2 separate regions of the Mustela erminea genome follow, and region 1 is linked to region 2. Evidence: chromatin contacts called from public Hi-C data. All regions are on one chromosome and are shown on one strand. The core of a region is the stretch at or near the end of the contact, and the rest is flanking DNA. Distances in the headings are between cores, read along the strand shown.

Region 1 (5,592 bases), core at 368-2,867, 280 kb after region 2:
GGGCTGCTAACCTCAGTTTCCCTATCTGTAGAGTGGGAGGATCAAAGGAGACGACAACAGATAGCTGTTGTCACAGCACTGTTGTTGTGAATAAAAAAGAGTAACGGGAGAGAGGTGGGGGACCACCCGCCTCCTGGGACTGAATCTGGGCGGCAACAGCGCGGGCCCCCACAGGGAGCGGTGGTGCTGGGGACCTTCCCTCAGGTGCCGACCCCCAGCTGCGCCGCCGGTAACCGACAAGCCAAACCAGCCGCCTCCGCCCCCACTCGGCGCGCCACGGCGGAAGTGGCAGCCCAAGTGGTTGGCGGGTGTCGGAAGAAGAGGGCGGGGGGAGACCGTGCGCAGCGGCCTATGGCCGTGGAGTGGCGGGACCGCCGGGGGTCTCACCTGAAGCAGGGAGGGTCCTCCGACAACAGCACGCGGCAAGAGCAAGATGGCTGCCTCAGTCGAGACAGAGAAAGACGACGGCAACAGCGGCGGCGGGAGCGGGGCCCACGTGATACAAGCAGCTCCGCCTCTCTCTCTCTCTCACAGGAGCAGCCTATCCCGGGGAACGCATTTATGAACTACAAAACCCAGGAGGCTCTGCGCCTCCCAATAGAAATGCGGCAGGTGCAGGTGGCCGCACTGCATTCTGGAGCTTGCAGTCTCCTGAGAATTCCATTGTGTCTGTGCCTACAAATTTGTAGGGATTCTAATAAAAAAGAGGTGTGTATTTTTGTTTGGGTGTGTACTTTTGTCACGTATCTTTCACTAAGCATTAACTCCGCACTGTCGGACTCAACTAGCGCGGACTCATTAGTATGGAGACTCAGCCAGTCACTGAGCGAGGAGACGGGAAATTTTGACCTGTTTGTTGTTTAAAAAACAAAACAAAACAAAACAAAACTGAGAAAGAAATAATTAACCCAGAAAGTTTAAAAACAACTAGACAAGCAGATTTAACCAGAAAAGCTTTACGCTTTAAATGCCTGCAGTGACTTTTGTCCTGGTTCCCCGAAGAGCTAGATCAGTTTTGCAATAAGAGATCCGAAGTTTGGTTTTCTCGGAGCTTGCATCAGTTGGTTGCATCATCCCTGAGTGGAAGAACTGCGGCTGCAAGGAAAAATAAGTCCAGCGCTGCTTCTCCAGCAGGAAAAGGGCATTCTTGTTAAGGCTCAAGACCAGGCACTGCAGAACAGGTTTGCCAGGTCTCGTGGCCCGGGCAGGAACTTAAGAATGAAATCCAGTTGTCTAGTCTTTTTTTTTTTTTTTTTTTTTTTTTAATTTGCAGAGCAAGAAATGGGAGGCCAATGGCAACGCGCCCACTGTTGGGAACTGCTGACTTCACCAATCAATAATTAGCTCTGTGAATATTAAGTGCAGCGGTTCTTGGGGGGGAGGGACTCGCTTGCAGGCCGACGCAAACAGCATTGGTTCTCCCGAGCCCTCTTCCCATACCCCACCCCGCTATCTCCTCCACCTTTTCCCTCCCGGTCTTCCGACCGAACACCCAGAATTCAGGGCAAGCAGCTTGCGCTGGAGAGCAACTCCCACACCCTTCTACGTGATCTGCACCTTTAAACTTACTCCATCTCAAACCGGGCCCCGGAGGCACCACCCACATCCGTCTAACATCACTTCCTCCAGGGTTACGGAGGCGCGGGGAGGGGGAAGAATCTGGGAACGCGAGGGGTTGGGCTGAGCCGCACTTGGGGAACGGCGCGGACCTTCTGCTAAGCACTCTGGTCGTCTCCCGTCTGCTCAGCCCAGTGGCCCCGCGCATCTACTTCCATGGAGCTGCGGTCTCATCTCGGGGCCACCTGTTTGCTGGGCTTCAGTTTCCTGCTTCTCGTCACCTCTTCTGATGGACATATTGGGCTTGGAAAGGGTCAGACCAACTTCTTATCTTAATCTTTTCTCATACTGGGCCCAGCCCAGTATAACCCTCCTGTGCTAACACGATTCTCCTCCGGTTCTATCTCTTCGGCCACGCCAGGATTCTTACTATCCTCCCTAACCGCTCCTAGATTTGAGGATTTCTTGAGGGTAGGGAATAGCGGGTCTGGGGAATGTTGAGATGAGGGAGTTGTACTGGAAGCCTCCCTAAATTCTTGAGTTGGAAGTAAGGAATGACCCTTCAATTAGGGAAAGCATGTTTAAGAGTTCAGCATACGTCCCTAGCACTTGGTAAGCCCTCAGGAACATTCAGTCACTTATTCCGGAAGAAATAGGGCCTCTGGACACCTGCATATACAGAGATCTTTCCTTGGCTCTGAGATCCCCACACTTACCTCTTCCCTGAAGAGTTGGGTTCTTGTCTCTTATGTACAGGTCTTGGGGAGACTGGGCCTTCCATACCAGGAAGGTGTGACTGGTATATAAAGGAAGGCCAGATGAAGGGTAGAAGTTCTGATATTAGAGGGTAACTAACAATTGTCCTTGGTGTGCTTCAGTCAATGTATTTGAAGAAACTGTATTTTTTTTTAAAGATTTTATTTATTTATTTATTTGACAGATCACAAGTAGGCAGAGGGGCAGGCAGAGAGAGAGAGAGAGGAGGAAGCAGGTCCCCGCTGAGCAGAGGGCCTGATGCATGGCTGGATCCCAGGACCCTGGTATCATGACCTGAGCCAAAGGCAGAGGCTTTAGCGCACTGAGCCACCCAGGCGCCCCAAGAAACTATTTTTTTGAAGAGGGAGGGAACGGTGGTTATGAATAGGGGATGGGAGGTGTGACCCCCTGCTCCATCCCCTTCCCTACATCTTCTTGAAGCTCTGGGTTTGTGCTTTTGCTAAGTGGAAGAGTGGTAGCATGGATTCCCTTCTCCCTCCTTTTTTTGTATGGACCTTACTGGATGGAATGATTCTGATGCAGCTCTGCTGTTTTAAATTCTTCTGTATCCTCCCTATTTGCATATTTATTGGTAGGTGGACATCCAGTGTACCTGAATATGGTCACTCCAGCAAATAATTAATTTTTGAACCCCTGCTGTATTCCAGGCACTGCCCTAGGCACTGGGGATATAGCAGTGGACAGGATGAATAAGGTTCCTGTTCTCACAAAGTTTATATTCAAGTGAGAGATACAGAGAGTGGACACATGAACAAGAACAAATTAAGAAGCAAGGTAATTTCCGCTAGGGATAAGTGCCATGAAGAAAATGAAACCGTGATGGAGTAGGATGGCTGGGGAGGTTAAGGGAGCCAGCATTACATGAGCTAGAAGCCAAAGAAGGCTTCTCTGAGAAGGTGATATGTAGGTTTCCATCTCAGTGATGAAACCGCTTGGTGAATTCTACTGGGCCAGAATGTTTTCAATACTGACAATCCCATTTTAAAACAGATTACTGTATATTTAGCACAAAATTGTAAGTACCAAGGGAGACAGAATGTGGTGTTAGGAATGTGAGTGTAGATTTGAGTTTTATTTCATTCTGCTATTGACCATGTGAAAGGCTTAGGACAAGTTGCTTAACCTTTCAAAGCTCGGTTCTTCATCTGCAAAATGGGCATAATAGTAACTACCTCGGATACTTAGCAACTAATTTATTACTGTTGGGTGTAGGCAGTATCTTGGAGTCACTTATTTAGTATCTTTATTCCTTGTTAGACATTAAGTCATGTGTGGTGGTTCCAATTGCCATTACTGTATAATAAACTACACCCAAATTTAGCGGTGTGAGGATATCATTTTATTATGCTCATGATTCTGTGGGCCAGAAATTCAAACAAGGCATGGTGGGAAAGGTATGTCCCTTGGTTCTGTGTCTGGGGCCTCAGCTGAGCAGGTTACTTCTCCCTGTGGTCTTTCTTCAGGGATTAGGTGTGGGCTTCCTCCCGGTATGACAGCTGTATTCTGAGAGGGTCCGCCCCAAGAGAACAAAGAGGAAATGCGTTGCATTTTTGTCATCTGGCCTTACAAAGTCACATAGCATCGCTTCTACTGTAAGGGCATGTTCAAGAGGAACGACACCCATGGAAGGAATATTGAGGTAACTTTGTAAGAAAAAGCACGTGGAGTGAGAGATACTATTGAAGTATAGTCTGCCACAGTAAGCCGGGACCATTTGTGTCTCATTCATGCTTAGGAAGAGTTGTCAGAAGAAGAAATGAATGGTACCTGATCATTGAGATCCCTGTCTTTTTTCAGCTTACAGTCTGAAGATTGTCAGACAAGTAAGCAAGCAATTGCGTAGACTGTGTATGTACTGGGAGCAGGGAATACCCCGTAACTGTAGGCGGTGGAGGGGCGGGGACTTGAGGCAGGAGGGCTGTGTTGTGAGGATTAAATGAAAAAGATCATAGGCACTTCATATTATGTTACAAACTTAGAAAGTATTTAGTATTATTACGCCCTCCCAAGGGAGAGTATTTATTTGTTCTGAAAGGAATTAATAATTTTTCAAACTTTTGGTTTTTTGTGTTTCTTGGGTATTTCTTTGGAAATAAATTATAGCCCACCTCCCCCACCTCCCCAAAATGTGTTAGCTGAAGCAGGGTTCCTGAAAATCTTGATAGTTGAGATTTATTCCCAAATGTTTCCAGAAGATGGCCTGTTGGTTTGCAGAGAGGAGAGACTAAAAGACTCTACTTTTTCATTAAGAACAGGAAGTATGGTGGTGTACTGTGAGCACTGGATGGGAATCAGGAGGCCTGCTTTTTAATGCTGGTCAGACCAGGTAGCCAGCTCTGGTCTTCCCTGGGGACTCTTTACTGAATGAGAGTATTAAACTATATATAATTCCAAAGAGTCCTTTCAGCTCTAACATAATGTTCTCAAATACCGTTGACTCTTGAGCAACACAGGGGTTAGGCGTGCTGATCCCCCCACACCCCATATTCAGTCAGCATATAACTCCTCCAAAACTTTACTGATAGCTTTCTGTTGACCAGAAGCGTTACCAATAACATAATCAATAACACATATTTTTATGTTATATGTTTTAATATAATAAAGTAGCCTAGAGAAAATATATTTATAGTACCGTACTGTAAAAAAAAAAAATCCTTGTATAAGTAGATTCATGCAGTTCAAACCCATGCTGTTAAGGGTCAACTATAATTTTGTTGATCTCTTTGTCATAAAAATTTGGAATATGTCACCAGTGGGGGAATTGTAATGACTAACATTTTCTGTACATTCACTATATTCCAGGCACTGTACTGTGCATTTTTCGTGTTTTGACTGGTTTAATCCTCATGATACCCTCTAAGATGGGTAATACTTTTTCTCATCATCCTCATTTCACAGATGAAGAACCTAAAATGGGGTAAGGAGTGGGGGGATCACACAGCCAGTAAATGGACTCTCTGGGATAGAAATCCCAGAGGTTGTCCTTTTAACCAGTACACCGTTCCTGCCTCTGACTGCAGAAACTCCTTTGAAGACTTCACAGGAGAAATGAGAAGGCTGTTAATGGGGGCTGTTCATGTGCTCTCCAGCCTGAAACAGAGATGGATGACTTTGTCAAGTCTCTGGAATAAAAATTTGGCACATCAGAAGTATTCACCTTCCACACTGTGCACAGTCACAATAACCCTATGGGATAATTTGTTAGTCATATTTTGCATTTGTGAAAATAGTTAGAGGATGGAACTAGGCTTCTAGCCC
Region 2 (5,584 bases), core at 2,365-4,864:
AAGAACTGTAATCATCAGCTCTTTTCAAAGGGCTTCATTTCCTCTTTCTAGGCAGGTGGAATTTTTGTAGCAAAACATACTGAATGGGAATGGCTGTCAGGTATTTTGAAGTTTTCCATTAAATAATTTCCTTTTTCTAGAGTGTTTGAGAAGTTTATAGTCATTACAAACGCCAGATTAAAAGACCAAACCACCCCTCCAACAATAGGCCACCTTGTGATTTTTATTTTTTAACCCTGCCATTTATTTAATGGCAACATGGTATGCACACAGTTATGTGTATCTATATAAAACAGTTGTGGGAGGGGACACCTGGGTGGCTCAGTTGGTTAAGCAGCTGCCTTCGGCTCAGGTCATGATCCCAGCATCCTGGGATCGAGTCTCACATCGGGCTCCTTGCTCCGCAGGGAGCCTGCTTCTCCCTCTGACTCTGCCTGCCACTCTCTCTGCCTGTGCTTGCGCTCTCTCTCTCTCTGACAAATAAATAAAATCTTAAAAAAAAAAAATAGTTGTGGGAGAATAGATAAGAAACTGGTTACATTGGTGGCCTCTGGGAAGGAACTAGATGGCTATGGCCAGGCTTTAGAAGAAGACTTACTGTACGTCATGTATCTTTGAACTTTTGAACAATGTGAATGTAACAGAATTAGTTTACAAAAGAGAACCGCTGCTTGGGATGCCTGGGTGGCGCAGTCCGTTAAGGGTCCAACCCTTGGTTTCAGCTCAGGTCTTGATCTCAGGCTTGTGAGATCAAACCCTATGTCGGGCTCTGTGCTTAGTGTGGAGTCTGCTTAAGACTTTCTCCTTCTTCCTCCGCCCCGCCTTCTCCTACTCTCTCTCTCTCAAATAAATAAATAAATAAATACTTTAAAAAAAAACCTGCTACGAATAATACCAGCGATAAATAATCCCTATCAACAAATAGATAGAAAATATAATTTTTTAAAAATTACTGTTGGGGCGACTGGGTGGCTCATTGGGTTGAGCCTCTGCCTTCGGCTTGGGTCGTGGTCTCAGGGTCCTCGGAACGAGCCTCACATCGGGCTGTCTGCTCAGCGGGGAGCCTGCTTCTCCCTCTCTCTCTGCCTGCCTCCCTGTCTACTTGTGATCTCTCTCTGTCAAATAAACAAATAAAAAATCTTAAAAAAAAAAAAAGTTACTGTTTATCATAAAAACAAATCTTTAAATTAAAGACTTAGAAGGCACAGAAAATACAAGATACCAAGAAATAAGTCTAATGAAAGAGAGGTAACCTCTAAATACAAGTCTGTTTCAGTCAAAATCTTGGCAGGGCTTTTGTGTAACTGCAGTTCTCATATTTACATTTCCAACCAACAATATAACAGACATCTAAAGCCTCTTTACGTCAGGCACTGAGAAAAACACATCACCTGTGTAATAGTCCTGCCGGAAATGTTTGACCCGAACCTACTGATGGAAATTTTCAGAAATCAAAATTGCAGGGGAAAATATTATGCAAAGCAACTGTCCTTCTTCAAAAATATCGGTATCCCAGAAGACCAAAAATCCATGGAGAAACTATCCTAAACTAAAGGAAAATAGAGAAATGAAACCTAAACAGCTAAATGTGCCATGTGAACCTTGATTGAGTCATAGGCTTAGAGATGCAAACAATCATAAACATTATTAGGAACCATATCTTATGTCTTATGTAAATACTAAATTTAGTGGTAAGTTATTGTGGTTATATAGGATAATGTCCTTGTTGAAATATTTATGAGTGAACTGGAACATCTGCAAATAGTTCTCAAATAATTCAGAAAAAATTATAACTGCATATAATGCAGGATCAGTGTTAGTAAAGATTACACAATTAATAAAAAGGAATAATGAGTGAATAATTCATCTACAGAATAAGACACATAAAATGACCAACAAAATGGAAACATAGTAAATGAGGCCTGCAAGTCAAAATCCTTTCATGTGTATTAGAAAACCTTTCCAAGACCATAGGGAACAACTGGAACCCAAATGCTCCACTGACAGGAATGTAAACCGAAACTACTTTGGGGATGATCTGGTAAAATTTAATCTGGAAAATGCAGAAACCCTATGAGCCAGTAAACCCACTCCTTGGTATAAACCCTAGAGAAACACATTGCTCCCCAGGAGTTGTGTACAGGAATGTTCATAGCACTTGCCATTGGGAAAGTGGATTATTTCCATACTTTTTTTTTTAAGATTTTATTTATTTGACAGATCACAGGTAGGCAGAGAAGGGTGGGGGGCGGAGCAGGCTCTCTGCCAAGCAGAGAGCTCAACCTGGAACTTGATCCCAGGACCCTGAGATCATGACCTGAGCCGAAAGCAGAGGCTTAACCACTGAGCCACACAAGCGCCCCTATTTTCATACTCTTCAATACCACAGAGAAGGGAAAATTGCTAGATGTGAATGAACCTTACAGATAGAGTTGAATAGAAAAAGAAGTTGTAGAATATATGTAGTGATACCAATGATACAATGTTAAAGCTTGCAAAAAAACGCTGTAGATTGCTTAAGAATCTATACATATGTAGTAGAACTAAGGGAGTAGGTTTGTCTTTGGGGAAACGGTTGCAACATGAGAGGTGTAGGGTGGTTTCAGCTGTATTGTACTGTTTTTTCTTAAATTCGTGGTAGATACCTATGTATTTATGTCCTTTCACTCAAAAAATAGGAAGTATATATTGAGTACCTACCAGGTACCATGCGATGTTCTAAACACCGGAGATAACTTTAAGAACAAATAGAAAGGTCTGCCTTTGTGGACCTTCCATTCAAGCAAATATGAGATATTGTATATCTCTCTGTATATATTAAATATTTCATAAAACAAAACTTACTAACGAGAAGAACTATGAGAGCGAAACTTAAATTTTAAATGGTAAAGAAGGCCTCTTTGAAAATGACCCAAAGGCAGTAAGAAAATGGAAAAGTCCTTTGTAAAAGTTCAGGATTAGGCGGGAGTGCGTTGGGGCGTTTGTTTCACGTCAAGGTTCTCTGTATCACGCCTCCACCCGCCATTTCACCGTCCTAATCGCTTCGTGTTAAACTGTCTGAAGTGACTTCATAAAGAGGTGCCATCAACACTGCCTGTCTTAGGTACTCAACCTGCCTTCTCACTAGAAAAGATACATTCAATTGCTGAGTGATTCAGAAACAAACAGTGAGTCCCATTTTCATTTCTCTAGACTCTATTACAAAGACAATCCCGGCGCAGCAGGCTAGCAGAAAAGGCCCACCTCTGGGGCAGAGCCTGCGCCAGGCCCGCCTCCACGCCGAGGGGGCGGGGCGAGTGTGAGCCCAGGAGCACCGTACTGGGAATGCGGGAGGAAGCTTGGCAGCGGAGTTGTAAATGTAGGGGCATGGGACTCACCTACTGCATTTACGCAAGCAGCCGCACACCCCATAACCGCCTAACTATGGTCTCCGCGAGCGTCGCGCTACCTGCCCGAAGGCGCCTGCGCACTGAAAACCTCACGCTTCGAGTCACCTGTTGGAAGGTCACGCCCATCTCGCCTTGCGCATGCGCATTGCGCGCCTTACGGGCCGTGGAGTCACGTGTTAGAGCGCGATCCTTCTCCCGCAGGGTCGCTTCCTGTCACGGCTGCTTCCTGCGCCGCCGCCGCCGCCCGGGGGCCGCGGGAGCCCTGGGCGGTGCCAGGCAGGATCAGGCCCAGGCTGGTTTCGGATCCGGCGTGAGGTATGCAGCGTACTCACACCCCGGCGAGGGGCGATACAGGGCTGCGGGGGAGATGGAGGCGCTGGGGCAAGGCAGGGCGGCGCGTCCTGCAGCGCGGCAGTGGGGTCCCTCGGCTTCGCCTCCCCTGCGCCCTTCGCTGTCTTCTCTTTTGAGTCCCGGCCCAGCACCGACGCTCCCTGCCCGAAGTCCCGGACCCGCAGACTCGGCCTGTCCGACCTCATTTCTTCCCTGAGTCCGCTCATTTCGAGCCCCCGGCTCAGGTGACGGCCGGCCATTCCCCTAAGTCAGCGAACTCTGACGGCTGGAGTCACCCTGAGCGCCTCCTCCCGTGCGCCCACAGCCAGCTAACCTCGGAGCCCTGTTGATTTTACCCTCTAAGTGTGAAATCCAGCCGCTTCTCTCCATCCCCGACGCCACCCCCGCGCTCCCCTCCGCTCGCCACTTTCATGGGGACCGTTGCGAGATGCTCGGTGCCAGGAAGGCTTCCAGCCTCCTCTTCCCGTCTGCAGCCAGAGGGAGGTTTCTGAATTGCCCATCTGGTCCCGTCACTTCCACTGCCCTCAGGACCGTGCCCAGATCCTTAGACTTAAAGGATTTCCCATTTTGCCTCCTGTACGGATTGTCAGCTTCTCATGAGCTATTTCCCGTCTCACACTTTTATGTCCCAGTAATCCCAGGTCTTTAGCTTGTGCAGATCAAATTGTTTCTTAGTTCGAAGCCATTATCAGGTTGTTGCCTCTGGATTCCATAACCCTTCCTTACCCCCAACTTTTTCTTGACTCAGCACAAGCATCACTTTCTCCATGAAGCCTTTTCTCTCCACTGGATAAGTGGCGGCTCCTGGGGATACAGGGCCCCTGTAGCAGCCCTGTGTGGTTTTAGTCCATTGTCAAGGCTGTCTCCACCATGTAAGTGCACTTTGAGGGCTGAGAAGGTGTCAGAGGCATTCCTGCTCTTGCAGTGCCCAGCACCTGTTCTTTCACATAGTAGGTCCTGTGAAAGGTTGTGAGATCTCTGAATCAGAATGCTGACTCAGATTTCTCTGGAGCAGAACAGTCCAATAGAACTTTCTGTGGTGATGAAAATGTTCAGCTGGCCAGTGGAAGCCCCTAGTTGAGGAACTGGATTTTAAATTTTAATTTAAAGTTAAGTTGCCACATACGGCTACCATGTTTGACAACACAGCTCTAGAGCCGTTCTGAATCCTATCCAGCCTTGCACAAACCTGGTTCCTGAATCTGCCTTCCTGTGCCGCTCCCCCTCACTGAGGCTCTTGGGTTTAATCCAAATTGGTCAGTCTGATTCAGTAAGTTCTTACTGTGTCCACACTCTCCACTTAAACCCATTAATGGGTGGGCCCCATCCCTTCCACCTCCCATGTTGCTTGCTCCAGTGCTGTGATTCCATTGACAGTATTCCATCCTTTGGTGGTCAAGATTGCCTTTCTTCTCTGGATTGACAGTTTACGAGCCACACCCTACCACACGTAGTGCTATTGGGGGTGGGGCTTTGTAGCCTGCTCCAGTCTGAGTCTCTTCCCCTCCCCATCAGACAGGTACCTAGCCTGTCAAGATGCCAGGGCCAAGACCTCGGAAAGGCCCCCAGGCCAGTGGCCAGGGTGTGGCAGCTGCAAAGCAGGTATGGATATTGCCTCTTCCACTCCCAGGCCAGTCTGGGGTGGGGGGCTCTCTAGACGGCTTGATCACCTGTTTAGTTTCCCCATTAGTCCAGAGATTTTGAACAGTTCCTCCTGGAGTTGGGAGAGCTGTTAGAGACCCTCTGACTAGCCCCTGTCACCCTCATGTGGGGGATGAGGTGTGAACTCTGCTGTGTTTCAACCCAGGCACCCTTCTGCCGTTGCCATCTCCATATGAGTGGTC

The links. A called contact is a pair of places that touch in the nucleus more often than the background predicts.
Region 1: a Hi-C map of spleen shows a contact between it and region 2, with 5 times the contacts expected there. The contact joins the promoter of TXNDC12 here to the promoter of CC2D1B in region 2. A contact is called at or near these places in 2 of 3 Hi-C or Micro-C datasets (skeletal muscle and spleen).

What each region holds. Positions count from the first base shown.
Region 1 is chr10:68,308,720-68,314,311 of mMusErm1.Pri, forward strand. It overlaps TXNDC12 (thioredoxin domain-containing protein 12), which reads left to right and starts at 1,618. Exons shown (of 7, transcript XM_032361537.1): 1 at 1,618-1,870. The coding sequence starts at 1,774. BTF3L4 (transcription factor BTF3 homolog 4) reads right to left here and starts at 517. Exons shown (of 6, transcript XM_032361538.1): 1 at 388-517.
Region 2 is chr10:68,024,625-68,030,208 of mMusErm1.Pri, forward strand. It overlaps CC2D1B (coiled-coil and C2 domain-containing protein 1B), which reads left to right and starts at 3,615. Exons shown (of 25, transcript XM_032303365.1): 1 at 3,615-3,704; 2 at 5,256-5,342. The coding sequence starts at 5,277. It overlaps ORC1 (origin recognition complex subunit 1), which reads left to right. Exons shown (of 18, transcript XM_032303096.1): 18 at 1-144.